2 separate regions of the Triticum aestivum genome follow, and region 2 is linked to region 1. The links are chromatin contacts, called in public Hi-C maps. All regions are on one chromosome and are shown on one strand. Each heading gives the region's core, a stretch centred on a gene start, on an enhancer-like site or on the middle of the called end of the contact. The rest is flanking DNA. Distances are from core to core; before and after follow the strand shown.

The links. A called contact is a pair of places that touch in the nucleus more often than the background predicts.
Region 2: a contact with region 1 is called in a Hi-C map of leaf, with 2.3 times the contacts expected there. The contact joins the enhancer-like site here to the promoter of LOC123103890 in region 1. A contact is called at or near these places in 3 of 5 Hi-C or Micro-C datasets (leaf and an unstated tissue).

What each region holds. Positions count from the first base shown.
Region 1 is chr5A:443,459,037-443,461,927 of IWGSC CS RefSeq v2.1, forward strand. LOC123103890 (zinc-finger homeodomain protein 9) reads left to right here and starts at 1,256. Exons shown (of 1, transcript XM_044525587.1): 1 at 1,256-2,891. The coding sequence starts at 1,453. The coding sequence ends at 2,604.
Region 2 is chr5A:443,656,673-443,659,691 of IWGSC CS RefSeq v2.1, forward strand. No RefSeq gene overlaps it. Among protein-coding and RNA genes, the nearest start is that of LOC123103890, 200 kb to the left of the region's middle. Within about 2 kb of position 1,304, at least 1 of the 8 cell types and tissues checked has an H3K27ac peak or open chromatin away from gene starts, as enhancers often do. A contact at or near this core is called in leaf, where this site is marked.

The DNA of each region.
Region 1 (2,891 bases), core at 6-2,505:
GTTATCTGTGTACTATGGCTTCCAAATTTGCTATAGTCGGCAGAAGTTAATGAAAATGGTTTACAAGTTCAGTGTACTCTCTAATGACGCCAATGACAACTCAATCTTGAGTTATGGTTTATACATCTCTTGACTGTATAATTATGTACGTCAATAATAGCTCAATGGAAGGTAACAATTTGCATGTTTCTTGATTTTATAATTGCGCGATGACATCTCAATCCAGGGTAATGATTTATATGTTTTCAAATTGTCTTATTACGCTAGTGACAACTCAAATACCGTGTAACATTAACATGTTTCTTCATTATTTGTGACACAAGCGACATCTCATATCCATGGCTATGCAAAACCGACACTTCTTATATGGTGTTGAAATTTTCTATAGCAACTGAAAATGTGTTATGCTAAGTTAAATGTATTGAAATTAGCTATGCTCGATGCTTAAATGGGTTTGATGTTTTCTCACATAACCACAGAATGTTGCAAAAACTACATTATGTTATTGCAATTTGTTATGGCTTGTGGCAAATATATCACATATATACACGTATCCGCTTGAGGGAAACATAAGTGGTGATTATAATTGAATACGGGGGTTATATCCCAAGATTGATGATTGTGTTTTGAGATTTACATTTGTTGGTTGGAAATGCATTATTTGCATTATGGTTTTAAGATTTGCTATTGTTTGTAACTTTCGATAAGAACAGTTTGCACGTTTTCTTACTTGATCACATAGTATGTAGCAACTTCAAATCCAAGTTAAGGGAGAAACCGCATTTTGTTTTCCAGATTTGTTGTGGCCAGTGATAATTGGTGTTTCATCGTGTTATTTGTATACTTAACCCATACTTATCACAGTATGTATTCTGTGGTTGGTCACAAATGTGTTTGGCAGTGCATGCTTACTAATTTGTACTACCCAATTGATGAAAAACATACATTGACAGCTCAAGTTAGGGACAAATGTGCAACAGTGGTGTACACGCGTCGCCTCCATCTCCGTGATGATGCGCGAAAACGAGGGAGGTCAAACAAAAACGGCCGGATTTCGGTGGCGCCCGTCTTGATTGATCCTTGGATCAGCGGTCCATGTGTTACTCCTGGGCGGTGACGGTGTGACGCGGGATACAGATGCACCTGCAACCGATTCAGCACAGTGTGTCGTCATGATCTAATCTATCTATCTACATATCTCTACGATCTTTGGGAAATTTCTCTTTTGTGTGTGTGTGTATGCTCATCTCATCACTAATGGCATGGATTAATGGGGCTTCGTCTTTGAGCGTCGCCGTCGCCCTTTTTATACTCTTATCTCCTCGCCCTGGCCTCGCTTCACATCCTTACCTGTAGTTTTCCTCACTCCCTTGACCCCCGCCCGTCCCTAACTAAAGCCACTAGCGGTAGTAATCCTTGTCAAGCCGGGTGACACCGCGGAGGGAGCGGAGCATGGAGGCCATGGACGTCAAGTACCGGCCGGCCCTCTACCCCAACGGCTCCGTCAAGAAGCTCCGGCAGGCGGCCGCGCCGCCGCCGCCGCCGGTGGAGGCCGTGCCCACGTACAAGGAGTGCCTCAAGAACCACGCGGCGGCCATCGGCGCGCACGCCGTCGACGGCTGCGGCGAGTGGATGCCCGTGGTGGAGCTCAACACCGCCGACCCGGCCTCGTATAAGTGCGCGGCCTGCGGCTGCCACCGCAACTTCCACCGCCTCGTGATGGTGGAGGGCTCGCCGCCGCCCCCGCCCCCGCCCCCGCCGGCCCTGCTGCCGGCGCCGCCCGTGCCCATGCCCATGCCGGCCACCGTGCTCCATGGCCTGCGGCAGCGCGCGCACGGGCATGAGACGCCGGAGGACCGGCTCCCGGGCGTCGACGGCGACGACTCTGACTCCGACTCGGATGGCTCCGAGTACGACGACGAGCGCTCCGTCTCCCCGCCCCAGCACCCTCCGCCCGCGCACCTCCCGGCCCCGGTGGCGCAGCAGCCGCCGCCGTACATCTCTTCCGCGCCACACCCGCACATGCTGCTCTCTCTCAACTCCAGCGCGCCGGGGGCGCCGCAGGGCCAGAGCAGGCTCCCCGCCCAGCTCTCGCCGGCGACGGCGCCGCCGCCCCACGGGATGATGCCGGCCAGGAAGCGGTTCCGCACCAAGTTCACCGCGGAGCAGAAGCAGCGGATGCAGGAGCTGTCGGAGCGGCTGGGGTGGCGGCTGCAGAAGCGCGACGAGGGCGTGGTCGACGAGTGGTGCCGCGACATCGGCGTCAGCAAGGGCGTCTTCAAGGTCTGGATGCACAACAACAAGCACAACTACCTCGGCGGCCACAGCGCCCGCCGCAGCGCCTCAGCCGCGGCCTCCTCCGCCGCGACCACCCCCACCGCCCCTGCCGCCGGCGGGCCATTCCGTCTCGCCCCGGCCAGCCCCGCACCAGGAGCGCCATTCAACCCCTCCGCCAGCCACAGCTCCCCGGCCCCCACGGGCACGGGCTTCAACATGAACGGTACCGCCTCCTCCGCCTCCACCGCCACCACCACCGCCACGCCCACCCCCATCTTCGCCGCCGGCCGCAAGCTGAACGGAGCCTCATCGCCGCAGTCGGCGTGAGCTAGGGAGAGCAGAGGCAGAGAAGAAGGAGAGGGAAGGAGAAAGGCAAAGACATTTAGCTTTCATTTCAGTTATCATTGCATTACTTTTCTTTCTTTCTGTAGTTTGGATCGATCGTTGGTTCTACTAAGAAATTAACCCCAAGAAAGGGTGCCGTCTGATGTCTAGAAATCTAAGCTTTATCTGTTCTTGGGATCCGATGGATGGAAGCTTGCGATTTAGGATTAATTAGATTATCTGATCTCAAAAGTGGCACCTTTCTTGGTCTGTTCTTGTCCCTGTAAGTT
Region 2 (3,019 bases), core at 54-2,553, 200 kb after region 1:
TTGGCTCTGGAGGATCAACACCAAGCATCTCTGGCTCGGCATTGAGCAGTCCGAGCAGGAGGCGGCGGCAGAGGCAGAGGCGGCGAAGGTGACCAAGCTCAAGCGCAAGCAGGAGCGCAACGTCCGGCGCTTGAAGGGCTACATCGTCATCTCTGATTCCTCCTCCGACGAGGGTCCGATTCCGACAGCTCCAACATCGACCCATGTCCTGCCGCGGACGCCTACAGGAGCGCCGACGACTAGAAGGGCAAAGGGCCGGCAAGGAAGTGATGAAGCTCCGCCCTCTCATATCTAGTTCGTAGTATCTACCTCCTAGTGTCTAGTTAGCATTTGCCGGACAGTTTGAACTGTGTGAGCTACGACTGATCTTTTGGTGTTGTTTATATCTGAATTTATGCTTGTTCGCTATCGGTTTAGAGTCCGTTTCCAGTTGATTTTGTCCGTCTTGTGATCTACGTACTACACTGCATGATTTTGTATGGATATAGAATGTCGGATATAAAATACACGGCTATGAACGCATGGGTGCGTTGGGACACGTCCGCGGACGTTTAGGGTGCCGGATTTGACAAGTCCGGCTGTAAATGGTGTGGTTACAACGGTGCACCATCGAGGGCTGTGCAACCGTAAGTTGACACCCTAGTAACAATTTTTTTTGATGTGACCCTAGTAACAAAACTTAGGTCAATTCCGTTGACATTTAACCTAAGCAAAGCGGGGTCTAATTAATTCATACCATTTGGAACTATGGCCCCCCAGCCTTTCATGCAGCGCGCCTGCTGCCGCATTCACCTCGTGTCGTGCATCCACTAGAATCTGACACCACACATGCTCATGTACTTCCCATCATGAAATCCATTTCCTGTCCTGCCCGCTCCACCATGCAGCCCAAGGCTCGCTGGCTATTCGCTACTGAATCACAGACGATCTAATTACTTACGTACCACTCTACTACACACGAAACAAACAGCACCCCGTCACACCAATTTGAACGGTGACATGGTTGGTGATGGTAGCCGTTGGCGAGGCTACGAGCTTACCCCAGGCCATGACCATGGCCCATGGCTTCTTCTCCATGGAGTCCGTTGGAGTTCATTGAATGTTAATGCCGTGTCAGCCTAAGCCACCTCCCGAGCTACTACTAGTGGTGGTACTAGACGAGACCTCATAAATCCTACCGCTTCGTTTTAGCCGATACCAGTTCCTGGACGGGTTTTTGGTAGACCGGGGTACGGGCTAGCTTGTTTTGGCGAGACAGCGCTGACATGCGGGGCGTGGGCGGCAAGTGCAGCGATGGGGGCCCCTGTGCCGGTGGCTGTTGATCAGCATTCAACAGTAGCTAGCGAGGAGGGTCGAGAAATGAGAACACTGCATGCGTGGGAAGCGGCTAAACGGATCCAGGACGAAACGCCGTTTTGACTTTGAACATGTCAATAAAGGCTACCCACCATGATCGCCTCATCACCGACGTACGTAGCGCCTTGTTTCCGTTAAAGCACCCTCTACTTTTTGACTCCCAAGCACCTAACATCTGATCGGCACTGGTTAGTTCTAAGCACATTTGGCACGGTTTTACTTCTCGAAAAATATTTTGTAGTAACACTCACGAAAATAGTTTCTGGACATTTAAGACTGCCGCCGTAAAGCTAAAGATTTGGCAAAATAGTGTGAGCCTGTTGTAGCTAATTTTTAACTTAATTAGCGGTATCTTTAGCTAAGAACAAGCATGATAATATTAATATAAAATGGATCGGGTATAATGGCGGCTGGGTAATCATTGGGACACTGAGCGCCATCCACATGCTTGCTTGGAGCGTCATATGCATGGACCGTCGTGCACGCTGCCTTTATCATGGCAAGGCAACCCCCCTCAAAGCTCCAAACCTAAAAGCGCATCTAATCTAGTGATGGTGATGGGCCAGAGTGATGCTATGGCATCACCCATATCATCATTAGGTATTTAGTCTTTCACACTAGTAACTCCATAGCAGGCTAGCTAGCATGCAGATCAAGAGCCGTGTCAGAAAGATGCTTCCCTCCCGCAAAGGATTTCCCTTTGGTGTCTACTCGTATAATTGGACGGGCGGCGTACAAAATTTTCGATCTGCGTGACGACCAAATGGGAAAGAAAGAAACACGGCCTTTAAATTGTTATCCGCCATGATTATCCTTGCAAATTTTATTTTCCATGACATGATATCGCTTGAAATTATGTGGAGCGACTGAAGGTATGATCCTGCTTGTGATTTACGCCATAATCGGAACCATTTGTCAATCAGTGGCTAGGGTAATACGTACTGGCTAGGAGTATCTGTATCCATCGCGTATCTTGGAGGAAAAGCTTGTGGTGTCACACTTGCTGTAGCTATCGCGTATTTCAGGGACATGTAATGCGTATGGTTTGCCATATATAGTTTTCGTGCACATCTACTTGACTGCTACGTGCGCAGACGACGTTGGGGGGGGAAGGGAAAGGGAAAGGGACATACATTGATAATAAATGTTACTGCTAATTAGAGAAAGCACATGAATTGTTAGGGCCTCTATAAAATGAAAGAAGTCTGGACCTTTTGCTCGCAAAGACATACAATATTCTTTAAAAAAAGAATTTAGAGCCACTGAGCTATTAAATTTTGGATAAGAAATGAAACTAGCAGCGAAGTTTTCTCATTTCTGCATCACATATTTAGGTGTCAACAAAGACAAAACTACTGTAATAGAGACTTTTGTAGAGTTTTTTTTTTTTTTTTTGCGAGGAACTTTTGTAGAGCCTAACCAGAGTAAGCTCCGGGGACTAGACGTGTGATCTTGATTTTGACCTAACTCTTAGCCCATTTTCTGTGCGTTATCATCTGACCCAACGTCTTACGTTAGGTCCTAGTTAGACATGCACTTTCTTCAAAATGAACAATTTACTGGCCTTGCCATCTCTAGTGATGGTTAACATCAACGATCCTGATTAGGAAAACTGGCCAATGAACAGCAGAAAGGCTTCTTGCAAACTAGTAGTACCATTATT